Regions from separate parts of the Mus musculus genome. Here regions 1, 2 and 3 are each linked to region 4. The links are chromatin contacts, called in public Micro-C and promoter capture Hi-C maps. All regions are on one chromosome and are shown on one strand. The core of a region is the stretch at or near the end of the contact, and the rest is flanking DNA. Distances in the headings are between cores, read along the strand shown.

The links. Promoter capture Hi-C pulls out the DNA fragments that hold promoters and counts their contacts. Hi-C and Micro-C count contacts between places; a contact is called where the count stands out from the background.
Region 1: a contact with region 4 is called in a Micro-C map of embryonic stem cells, with 4 times the contacts expected there. The contact joins the promoter of Shisal2a here to the promoter of Zyg11a in region 4. A contact is called at or near these places in 3 of 39 promoter capture datasets (liver and stem cell-derived epiblast-like cells), 2 of 484 Hi-C or Micro-C datasets (both in embryonic stem cells) and 2 of 115 datasets of contacts at active chromatin or transcription factors (bone marrow-derived macrophages and embryonic stem cells).
Region 2: a contact with region 4 is called in a promoter capture Hi-C map of stem cell-derived epiblast-like cells, with 4 times the contacts expected there. The contact joins the promoter of Slc1a7 here to the promoter of Zyg11a in region 4. A contact is called at or near these places in 22 of 39 promoter capture datasets (the 3T3-L1 cell line, 3T3-L1-derived adipocytes, the C10 cell line and 14 more), 2 of 484 Hi-C or Micro-C datasets (Th1 cells and muscle stem cells), 3 of 115 datasets of contacts at active chromatin or transcription factors (astrocytes, embryonic stem cells and stem cell-derived neural progenitor cells) and 2 of 9 other capture datasets (liver and macrophages).
Region 3: a promoter capture Hi-C map of embryonic stem cells shows a contact between it and region 4, with 2.9 times the contacts expected there. The contact joins the promoter of Gpx7 here to the promoter of Zyg11a in region 4. A contact is called at or near these places in 9 of 39 promoter capture datasets (the C10 cell line, cranial neural crest, embryonic stem cells and 5 more), 1 of 484 Hi-C or Micro-C datasets (embryonic stem cells), 1 of 115 datasets of contacts at active chromatin or transcription factors (embryonic stem cells) and 1 of 9 other capture datasets (adipose tissue).

What each region holds. Positions count from the first base shown.
Region 1 is chr4:108,382,258-108,384,957 of GRCm38.p6, reverse strand. Shisal2a (shisa like 2A) reads left to right here and starts at 1,303. Exons shown (of 3, transcript NM_001099303.2): 1 at 1,303-1,796. The coding sequence starts at 1,615. Gm32297 (a long non-coding RNA gene) reads right to left here and starts at 1,735. Exons shown (of 6, transcript XR_003955247.1): 1 at 1,575-1,735.
Region 2 is chr4:107,967,037-107,969,744 of GRCm38.p6, reverse strand. It overlaps Slc1a7 (solute carrier family 1 (glutamate transporter), member 7), which reads right to left and starts at 1,339. Exons shown (of 11, transcript NM_146255.3): 1 at 1,035-1,339. The coding sequence starts at 1,169.
Region 3 is chr4:108,405,204-108,408,048 of GRCm38.p6, reverse strand. Gpx7 (glutathione peroxidase 7) reads left to right here and starts at 1,336. Exons shown (of 3, transcript NM_024198.3): 1 at 1,336-1,506. The coding sequence starts at 1,372. It overlaps Gm32297 (a long non-coding RNA gene), which reads right to left. Exons shown (of 6, transcript XR_003955247.1): 5 at 2,263-2,474; 6 at 1,502-1,933.
Region 4 is chr4:108,216,649-108,219,541 of GRCm38.p6, reverse strand. It overlaps Zyg11a (zyg-11 family member A, cell cycle regulator), which reads left to right and starts at 1,499. Exons shown (of 14, transcript NM_001167936.3): 1 at 1,499-1,709. The coding sequence starts at 1,620.

The sequences.
Region 1 (2,700 bases), core at 54-2,553, 170 kb before region 4:
GCCAGTCTTCAGTGATAACAGCTCAAGAGAAGAGTTTTCTGGGAATATTAACAGTTCTTCTTGGTTTGAGGTATTGGTAACAAAACCAGGGCCCTCATGCATACTAGGCAAATGATCTATCTACCATTATCTATCATCCATGCCAAAGGTAAGTTTTTGCTCATTTTTGAGATGAGATCTGTATTGCCAGGCTTGCTTTAAACTCCTGGACTGAAGCAATCCTCCTGCCTCAGCCTGCTGAATAGTTTGGACTAGTGGCATATGCCACCAGATCTGGCTCCTTTTTGTTTATTGTTTTGGCTGACCTTTAAAAGCATTGCCCTCTTAAAACCTTTGCTATTCCCTTACACAGAGCCCCTCTGTGCCTATGATCCTGGTCCTATATTGATCCCTCCCTGTTGATTCCTCCACCAAGCTGTTTCTCAAGGGCCAGCCCGGATCTGACCTTCAGGTCAGAGGCGTGGTGTACAATGGCATCTGTGGAACTGAACTGCCTTACAGGTCAAAGGGAAAAGAAGCCGTGAAGGGGGTCAGTTAGGCTTATACCCAGCCCCCTGCAGATCCATGATCCCACACACAGCTGCCACAGCAAAGGGATGCACCACACTATCTCCTACCATCCTCTTCTGTGGAAATGCAGAGCTAAGGCTCGGAGGGACTGGGTAAATCCTCAAAGATCCTTGTTCACCCTCTCAGGGTACACTGGAGAAACTGAGGCTCGGAAGCACCTTCAGACAGGAAGGAGAACACTGTCCTTGTAGTCTAGGAACAAGTTGTGAAGGTTGGCAACCCCTAATTGAGGTGGGGGTAAAGGCTTATTCCTGAGACAATTGCTTCAATGTCTTTGGCCAAGAGCAGGGAGTGCTAAGAGTGTGTGTGAACATTGTGTGTCAAAGAGAGAGCAGGAGAGGAAAAGAAAGGCAATCAAGACTTTGAAAATATTACTGGAGGGCAGGGTGTGGACACACACCCAAAATCCCAGCATTTGGGAGTTGGAAGCCAGTCATCAAGACATCCAGGCCAATGTGGAATACAGGAGGTTTGCTGAGAGTCAGCCAGACAACAGGGTTGAAATCCCATGAGCTAAGGAGCCTGGGGAAATGACTTGTCTCTCTCTGATTCTCAGCTGCCGTCTATACAATGAAAACCCTGGTCTTCAGGTTGCTTTGCCAGTTAAATGGAGTATTATTCATCAACCCCAGAGGACCCCGTTCTGCCTGTCTTCTGCGTAGCACACAACTACCCAGAGAAGGGTCCTGGCGGCCCGCACGGTGGTACCTCGCTCAGGCGAGAGCCTCAAATATCCACCTTGCCTCTCTGGCTGTCGCGTGGTGTCTCGGCAGCCGGGGCGAGGAGGCAGCCCCCACCCTGGACTGGGTCCCCACGTGCACCCCTGCCTCCGCGCCCGCGCACCTGACCACCGGGTCCCCGGGCGCCCCGTCCTCACCGCGCGCCTCCGCGCCTTTCGCCGTGCCTTTCTCTGCAGCGCCTCTACCTGCGCACTTCCCTGCCTGCCTGGCCCTCGGGCTCTTTCTCAAGATCTGCGGGGTCTCCGGCCGTTGTCTCTCGCTCACCCGCTGTCGGTCCGTCCGTCCAGGGAGCCAAGGAGGCGCGATGAGCGGCGCCTGCTCGAGCTACGTGAGCGCTGAGCAGGAGGTGGTGCGCGGCTTCAGCTGCCCGCTGCCAGGGGGCGAAGCGGCTGCTGTCTTCTGCTGTGGCTTCCGCGACCACAAGTACTGCTGCGACGACCCGCACAGCTTCTTCCCCTACGAGCACAACTACATGTGGTGGCTCAGGTACAGGCCCTGGCTCTAACCTCACCTTGAACCCCTTCTCCCATCTTATCCCACTAGCCCACCCGCAAGCCAGCCTCTTGGAAGCCCCCACCTTCATCTAAGTGCCCTTCCCTCAAATCATCCTTACTCCTCACTGATCCTACTCTTGCTTTGTACCACATCAAACCCTTAAAGCCCCATCTCAACTCCTTCTTCATCCTGACCCCAACCATAATTTAGAGCCCCACTTGAACCTGACCAGCACTACCCCCAAAGCACTCATTCTGTCCCTATTCTGAACTTCACTCTGCCATCACTCTCAACATAATCTCAAATCACAAGCCAACCTTCACCCTAACAGCAAATACTATCTTCAGACATACAGAGGAATCCCTAACTCTACCCTTAGTCCTCACAGCGGCTCTGAGCTCTGGATGCTGTTCCGGGTACCAGCACAGTCCCAAGCCCAGCTTTATGAATTCCCTATTACTACTGCAATCTTAACCTGCCTCAGCCTCCTCCTCAAGCCTGCCTGTAAACCGTCTCATCTGTTTACCCACAACTTGACTTTAATTGGCTTTAGACCTACATCCAAACCACAACCTCAAACCTTCATCCTCACCTGATGCTCCAACCCAACCCCATCTCAGCCCAGCCTCAGCCCTTCCCTTCCCTCTCACTCTCTTTACTGGACACTTATACTTGAGTCCTGGGGGTGTACTCTATGCTCATAAACCTGGGGGTCAAGGCTTCCTGCAAGTTCAGTGTGACACAGTGGCATAATGCCACAGCAGAGGCCAGTTCCAACCATTTTAATAGTGGGGTCTGGGTGCAAATATTTCATTTTCCCTGGCCGTTCAGAAACTGGGTTGCTTGGGCCAACTCTGACAATCCTGAAACCTAAGTATGGAGATGGAGGACAGTA
Region 2 (2,708 bases), core at 90-2,589, 250 kb after region 4:
TCTGATCCAATTTTTTTTCCTTCTCTTTTCAATACTTGATCCCCGCCTTGCTGCACCAGGCAAGGGCCTCACTCTTGATGTCCCCTTTCATAGTCATTTCCTGCCCACTGAGCTGTCTGTCCCTCTGTGCCTGGGCTGTAAACCCCACCTGTCTCTGCTGCATGGGGAGTTCAGGCTTGTCTCCCCAGCTGGAGGTCTTGACACTGTCTCCATGGTCCTGAACTGTGTCTCCCTTGTTGGAACAGGCATCTATAGTGTCTTATGTAACATCACCGGGGTCTTCCCCGGTCCACAGAAAGATCTTTCCCAGATGATGCATTGATGAGGCAGCCTCACCACTCTGTCTCCCATTTCCCGCCAGCCACACCTCCTGAAGTTTCCTCTCCATGAGCGCTGTTCTCACACCTCCTCTTCAGCCCAGGGTCACTTGCTTCCCTGCAGCTTCCCCCAACCCCATCTGATCCACGACCACCTCATCTTCCACTCTGCACCCAGGGATCACTCTAAAGTGTTCATCCTTCAGGTCTCTCTTCCTTTCCATGGTTTGCAGGGTTATCCCAAGCCTGTGTCTGGTGATGGGAACCTTTCAGCCTTTGCTCTCTACACTCCAGCCCCTTACTTTCCCTGTATATTCCAATAGCCCTCCTCCAAATAAAAGGCTTGACCCATTGCTCCCAACTTTCATGCACCCTTGAGCCTCATCCTGCTGGTCCTGCCGCATAGGAAACCCATTCTGGATCCTGGTTAGGGACCTGTAGGGGTGTTCTCTGAAGACCCCCGGTCTCCTCTCCATTGCTCTCAACCTTATGCTTTTTCAGTGGCGCGTCTTTGTCCCCAGCCACCTTACTGTGCTGGCTTTGTGGCTTTGCTGCCATTTCGCCAGCCATTTTACTGACATCTCACACCAGTGGGTGTTTTTACACCCACGATATAGATGGGAACACTGGGACCCAAAGAAGCAACCTGGCTCACCTACTGTAACAATTCTAAGAACCCCAGCCCCGCAGACCCACACCTCCCCGGGGGGGCCTGACCTGTGGTGAGAGGCGCTGGGTCCTGAGGAAGAAGCCAAGGAGGCAGCCCACGATGACAGAGAGCACAGACAGGATGAGCAGCCCGTTGTGCTTACACACTGTGCGCCCTCGAGCCAGGACAGCGTCGAGCACCATGCTGAGCCCAGCCTGTTGGCACCATTCCATGCACTGTCAGATGAGGCCCAGGGCTGGGCTGGAGGCACAAGCCTCTCTGCTTACAGGTGAACAGAGTCCTAGGCACCTATCAGCAGCCTTGCAGCCATGGTCTGTGCAGCCGTCCAGAGGGAAGCCACAATCCTATTACCAGCTGCATCATTAGGAGCTAGGAGCAGATTAGGGCCTGGGAAATTAGAGCAGGCCACGTGGTCGGGGCGTCCAGTCCTCAAAGCCAAATGCTTCTCTTGAAGAGGGGAGGGACCAGACACCATGAGAGGAAGCAGAGGTGCTTCACCTCCACCTATTCCGGAAAGATGTAGAAGCAAGGCAGCGAGGTTCCAGTGACCGCCCACCTCAGTAGTGCTAGTGGACATCTGATGGCTGTCCTAGATGCATGGTATTGTGTCAGCATGATTCATACTGACGTCAGTCTCCAGGAGTGAGTGTGTGAATTTGTCAGTGCAGATTCACGGGTGTCCTCTGTGGAAAGAGTAACAATGCGCCCAGGCTTACCCTGTGAGCTACTGAGAGTCAGGGGGGGGGGGGGAGCTCAACCTCAACACTTTGGGTCTGGGTTCCAGTCTCCACATCATTGCCATTTGATGACCTCATTGAGATCTGAGACCACTGAGACCCCAAGAGCCTGGGTCCCTCGGCACAGTCACTAAGCTGGCACTCAGCAGTGTGGGGTCAGGTGACACTGTGAGGAATTTAGACTTGAGTTTAGTTGTCCTGACCTCAGCCTAATGACAACAGGAAATGAATAAACTTTCTTCCAAGGGGCTTTAAGTCCAAGATGACCCATCCCATGTCCCTCAGGAACTGTTTTTTATTTTAAAAGTATTCTTTTTTTTTAAGATTTATTTATTCATTATATGTAAGTACACTGTAGCTGTCTTCAGACACTCCAGAAGAGGGAGTCTTTAAGATTTATTTATTCATTATATGTAAGTACACTGTAGCTGTCTTCAGACACTCCAGAAGAGGGAGTCAGATCTCGTTACAGATGGTTGTGAGCCACCATGTGGTTGCTGGGATTTGAACTCCGGACCTTTGGAAGAGCAGTCGGGTGCTCTAACCCACTGAGCCATCTCACCAGCCCTTAAAAGTATTCTTATTTATTCTTTTTTATACATATGAACAATGTGTCTTGATCACATCTGAATGAAAAAAAGAAACAAAAAGGAGGACAAAATGATTGCTCCCAGGTGTGGTAGAGGGAAAGGTTCACTGTAGATAAGAGGGAGAAAACAGCCAGAGGCATCTGGATGAGTCTAGATGGATGTAGCCAGACTGAGCCTGGCTGTGTGAGGAGAGAGGTGGAGGGAGGGCAAGGCAGGAGCTGGGATCAAGAGGGGTCTGGGCCAAAGACTGGTGATAACTAGCCAAAATGGCTGAGTTATCTAGGGACCAGAGGAGCTGGGGGGTGGTGAGAGGGGAGCCCCTGAATTGGAGAGTCCTGGGGTGGGGGGTGTTGGGTATGCCTGTCAGGAAGATTCTGTAACAAGTAGGGACTGA
Region 3 (2,845 bases), core at 87-2,586, 190 kb before region 4:
AGTTTAAGGCTTGTAATTTTTTTTAATACGATGTCTCCCTATTAAGTCACACACAGCTGGCCTGGTACTATATAGACCAGGTTGCCCACTAACTCAGAGATCTGCCCGCCTCTGTCCTCCAAATGCTGGGATTAAAGACATTGGCTATCATGTAGGGCAAGCCTGTAAACTTTATTGTGGCCCTCGGAGGCTGTGTGGCCTCACGACTACCTCCCCTCCCCCACCCCCAAGCGTACTTTCATGTCAGCCAAACTAGTCTTTGTTGCCCATTGTATCATGTTTCACTCTCCCAGGAGGCCTTGTACAACTTTCTGCTTTTACCTGAATAATTTCTATTCATTTGTCAAGAGTTCAGTTCAAACCTCCTTTCGTTTGCCCACACACAACCTCGACTTTATTAGGTGGTACTGTACCGGCCACAACTGTAGTTTTGGAGTTAACTGTAAAATTTTTAGTGTCCTATCTCCCTCTGAATAGGAAGCCCACATGTTTTCCCTCACTGCACGGGGGGTGGGGGTGGGGGGTGGGGGGTGGGGGGTGGGGGGCTAGAGCTGAACTTGGCATAGAACAGGTACTCCAAATGTGTGTTAACTCATACTAAGTCGCCACCGGATGCTTGGCCCTTTATGGGTGTCATAGACGTTTTTCTGCGCCTGGGAAACGCTGTAGCTTGCTATTGAGATCTCTTGTCACTAACTTGAGATTGCAGCTGCTACCCACGTTTGTGTCCACAAAGAGCTTTTAACTGTCAGCTGCTGGAGATACCGGGCCTTCTTGGCTCCTGCTGCACCTCCAGTAAGGAGGCAATAATCCAGTGACTGACTAGATAGGCAAGCTCTCCTAACCCCCATGCACTGCTGGAATCCAAACCGCAGCAGACTTGTCTCCCACACTTGTCTGACTTTGGGGAAACACTACATCCATTAACCTAAAGTTTGTACGCATCGTTCAGCTATCAAATTGTTTTCCAGCACTTTCCCGTTACAGTCCAGTACTCCCAATTCTACACTAGGTAATATTCCCGTAAAGAAACTGGGGCTCAGAGTGGTGGAGCGATCCGCCTAAGGCCAGGCACTAGAAGCTAATCCTCACAGATTTTTCTCCGCTATCTCCCTATTAAGTCTCTGCGCCCTGAGCTTGAGTTTGAGCGAATTTTGGTCTCAGCCTCAAGAAAACAGGATCCTGCGATCTGAAGCTAACCAGCGCAGAGCAGCTAGGGAAACTGAGGTCCAGAGCCGGGACTCTGCGCCTGCAGAGACGACTGAGAAGGGGGCGCGTCCTGCCCAGCGGGCCGCCTCCTCCCGCCCCACACGGCGGGGTCCCCTCCGCCTTGTCTTTGCCCTCGCCAAGTCGCCACCTCGGGAGTGAACCATGGTTGCAGCTGTGGCGACGGCGTGGCTGCTCCTGTGGGCCGCGGCCTGCGCGCAATCCGAGCAGGACTTCTACGACTTCAAGGCGGTCAACATCCGGGGCAAGCTGGTGTCGCTGGAGAAGTACCGTGGCTCGGTGAGTGACGATTCCTTGCGGGCCTGGCGCGGAGGGGAGGGAGGGGCTCCGTGGGGATGCTACTCTCGGGTGTGCCACAGCTCGGACACCACCCTGCTCATCCCAGCCGCGAGATCGGTGCAACCGGCGCTCCCAAACCCTTGCCCACTCAGGCCTGCGGCTACGTGGCACAGCTTAGGAGCCACCCGCGCTGACTGCGCTCTGCGAGGCTCAGGATCTCACCCGGAAGGTGAATGCCCTCCGCTCTCCGCTTTGCCTCTCCCAAGTGGAAAAGAAACCCTAGCCTTTATGGCCCTTTGCCGGTCCAGTCCAGCTTCTGCTCCTGTAACAGTGGGTCCAATGAGAACGCAGAGAGACAAATGTGCAGTGGAGGGAGTGACCATCAAAAATGGACCTTTTCATGATTCTTAGAATCCACCCTCAGGCCCTGAGAGCAAAGATACAACAGTGGAAAGCAATCCAAGTTGTAAGAGAACCCCCTATACACCCTTCCCATCCTTGATCCTCCTAAGACCCACCCCTTAGAGGGCAGTTGTGATGGAGTTGCTAATGGGCCTGCCCTACTCACTAGGCGAATCACAGTAAGAAGGAAGTGTGTCAGGATTGGGTCTTTTAAATAAAACTTGAGCAAGACAGATCAATCCAGACAGAGAGAGCTGGCCAAGTCCAGACACAGAAGCAAAACAACAAGAAAGGTCAGGGTGGACCAGGGATTTCAGCAGCGGGTACTTGAGAGATACAAACTGCTAGACTAACCGGTGTTAGATGAGGCTGACTGCCAGGGAGACTTTGAACTGTAAAGTTCAGAGACTCTGGTGCGATGAAGAATCTTCTCAAGAGAGGAGCATGGTAGCACACACCTTTAATCCCAGCATGCTGAAGGAAGAGAGTCTGTGAGTTCAAGACCAATTTAGTGTCTATCTACATTGGGCGATCCAGAAAGCCAGGGCTACATGGTGAGACCCTATCTTTAAAAAAAAAAAAAAAAAAAAAAAGGTAATTAATTAATTTTTAAAAATCCTTCAAAGAACCTTTTGTCTCTTGAGTTGGAGTTGGAGATCCTGGTGTGAAGACTGCTATTGAACACTAACTGACTTGTGACCCCATCATCCAGAGTTGGATGGTTCAGTAGGCTTTTCTTGCAAGCAAGAGTATCTTTAGGGGCAAAACTATTCTCAATAGCCTTGTTGTTCTCGATTACACTGAGAGTCCTTGCCCTGACCAGTGTGCTGTAAGTTTCAAGAGAGAAAACAGTGTAGAAACATTAGGTAAGCTTTAGGCGCTCTGTATGGATGACAGGTCTTGTCAATGACAGCATCCAAGACTCCAGACAAACGGC
Region 4 (2,893 bases), core at 250-2,749:
CGTTCACCACCGCCATGCCAACTTAAATCACAAATTTGAATAATGAGTCTTTGATTTATTTTGGCCCTACCCAGTCCAGAACTCACAGAGTTCAATCTGCCTCTGCCTCCCTCGAGTGCTGGGATCAAAGGCCCATGCTTTCCCAGGTAAAATCCCTTCATCCTGGCTCTTACTTCTAACCTTCAGTTTCCGCAATGGCTTGTTCTCATTCCTAAAATTCTGTTCTTGCAGTGTGCGGAGTGAGTGGTCTAACAGCCACGCCCCCACATGGCTAGCAGCCACGCCCCCGCATCGCTAGCTTTGTAGTTACTTTCAAGGACAGCTGTATACAACTCACCTTGCACCTTGGGAGGTGGAAGTGGAAGAATCAGTTCAAGGTCATCTTCAGCTATAATGCAAATTCCAGGCTGGTGAACAAGAAAACAGACCGCTGAGGGAAGCGTAGCCTGGTCCTTTGTTCTTGAAAACTAATTTTAACATTTGAATTCCTTCATCTAGCACGAGCCTGGGAAGTGCCTGAGTACAAACCTTATCTTTAGCAATCCTGGTTTCTGCCTGTGTGCTCTCACCTGATCTTACATGTAGTTGATAAAAATTAGGCTTCAGATACCCCCAGCAATCCAAGAGATTGGGCTCTCTGTCTCTGCCTTTCACCTGTCTGTCTAGGTCTCTTAACAGCATTGGCCTGGATCCGAGCAATAGTTGTATGTTAAATAAGATGGTCTTAAAGTAATGGGGGCTGAGGTTAGTTTCAAACTAGTTTTCAGAAGAAAACCTTCAACCTTTGATCCTGTTTCCACTTCCCTGTGCTCTTATAAAAATAGGTGCTGTGTTTTGTTTTTGAAATTTTATTGTGTGTGCGTGTCGTGTGTGTAAGCAGACGTTAACACTGCACTCTGTCCCCTTCCAACCAGGTTAGCAGCCTCTAGAAATATTTTGTACCGTTAATCCTCATCAAGGAGTCAAAACGTGACTGGTATCTGGGGCAAAGCCTTTGAAAATGCTTTTTAATTTGTTTAAAGCACTTAAAAATCTGGCACGTGGTAGAGCCCTGGCCTACAATGCGCTCTAGATTCCTTATCTAACTCAAAAAAAAAAAAAAAAAAAAAAATCAAGCCCTGGTGGGTGGCTACTTCTTTAATACCAGTACTTTGGAGGCAGAGGCCGGTGGACGTCTATGAACTTGGAGTTCTAGGACCAGCCAGGGCTACACAGAGAAACCTTATTTCAAAACCAAAACCAACCAAACAAAAAACAAACAAACAAAAAAACACCCCCCCCCCACAAAATACCCCCCCATAAAAAGAAGAAACAAAATAAAAATGTACAATGAGGAACGCTGTGCGTGCTATGCGAACGCCCTCGGCAGCGTGGGTCTCAGGGCGCTCGGCCTCCGAGGAGTGAATAGGAGTTGGGTGGCTGAGGCTGGAGAGCGAGGACCATTGGGCGTGCGGCGGGGGCGGGGTCGCGGCGGACCTGTGCGCGGCGTGGGGCGGCCATTCAAACGCCGGCCGACCTTCCTGAGCTCTCCTCCCGTGCCGGGCGACCTTCCTGCGCTCTCCTCCGGGGCGCCGGGGCGCGACGTCGGCGGCCGGGCTCGCGTGGGCGGCGTCGGCGTCATGGTCCATTTCTTGCATCCGTTGCTGTGGCCGCGGGCCCTCGTCCTGCCCGACGCCCAGCAGGACGCGCAGGGCCACTGCTTGGTGCAGGTGAGTGTGGCCGCCGTCCGGGCTCCGGGGCGTCCGCCCGTCGTGCAGCGCGGCCCGCGGGCGGGCGGGCTGGTGCGGGGCGGCCTCCTCCGGGCGGGCGGGCGGGCGGCGAGTTGGGCGTGACGGTTCCCTGGAAGTCGCCGGCAGGCCGGCCCGGGCTCCGGGCTCCAGGCTCCGTGGACGCCGCGTCCAGCCCTCGCGGGGTTCCTGTTCGCTGCGCTGCTGAGGAAGGCGCCCGAGTTCGAACCCCAGCCATACTGAGCCCCCCGCTGCGCGCAGGCGCCACCCCCTCAGGCTAGCCCCGCTCCTCTCCTCAGACCTCCAGCCCGCCCGGTCTCCTCAGCCCGCTCCCTTCAGATGGCCTCACCTCAGCAAGCACAGACCCGCCCCTCTCCTCAGGGCCCCGAGCCGCCTCCTCTTAGCGCCCCACGCAGCGGCTCCCCTAAGTCGCCCACCCACCTGCCCCAGGAACCGAGTGCGGAAGGCGGCGAGCCCGAGGGTGACTGGGTCTACACTAGAACTTAGTGATCTTGGATGCTCAGTACCTGGCGGGGGTGGGGTGGGGGACAGCGAAAAATACACCGGTGACAGGCAGATGTGGGTGCTGGGAACAGAGTTTCGGCCTCTAGAAGAACCCTGTGCCCTCTTTTAACCTCTGAGCCATCTCCTTAGCCCCTATTTTAATTTTATTCTGGAAATAAAATTCCACCCAAGATCAGGCTGGTCTGGAACTCACTAAGTAACTCAGGCTGGCCTTGCATTCTCAACAATACTGGGGTTACAATTACAAGCAAGTGACAGGGGACCCAGCTTCTTTCTGCTTGTCCCTGCTTACAAGACAAGCGTCTTACCAAGTGAGCTACTCCTCGGGCCTTGCAGGTTTTAACTCATATGCCTATGTATTTTTTGGGAGTTAATAAAGTTAGTTCTTTGTATATCTCCATATTTATAAAAGGAGACAACATTTGCTGAGCCATGGTGGGACACGTCTTTAATCCCAGCACTCAGGAGTTAGTTTGAGGCCAACCTAGTCTACAGAGTGAGTTCCAGGAAGCCAAAGCTACACAGAGAAACTGTCCAAAGTGGAAAAAAAGAAGTGGGGGGGGGGGGGGGACAGCATTCCCAGAACTATAACAGATTTTGCTTTGGTAATATCTATCAAGAAATGTATTCTCTACTTCATT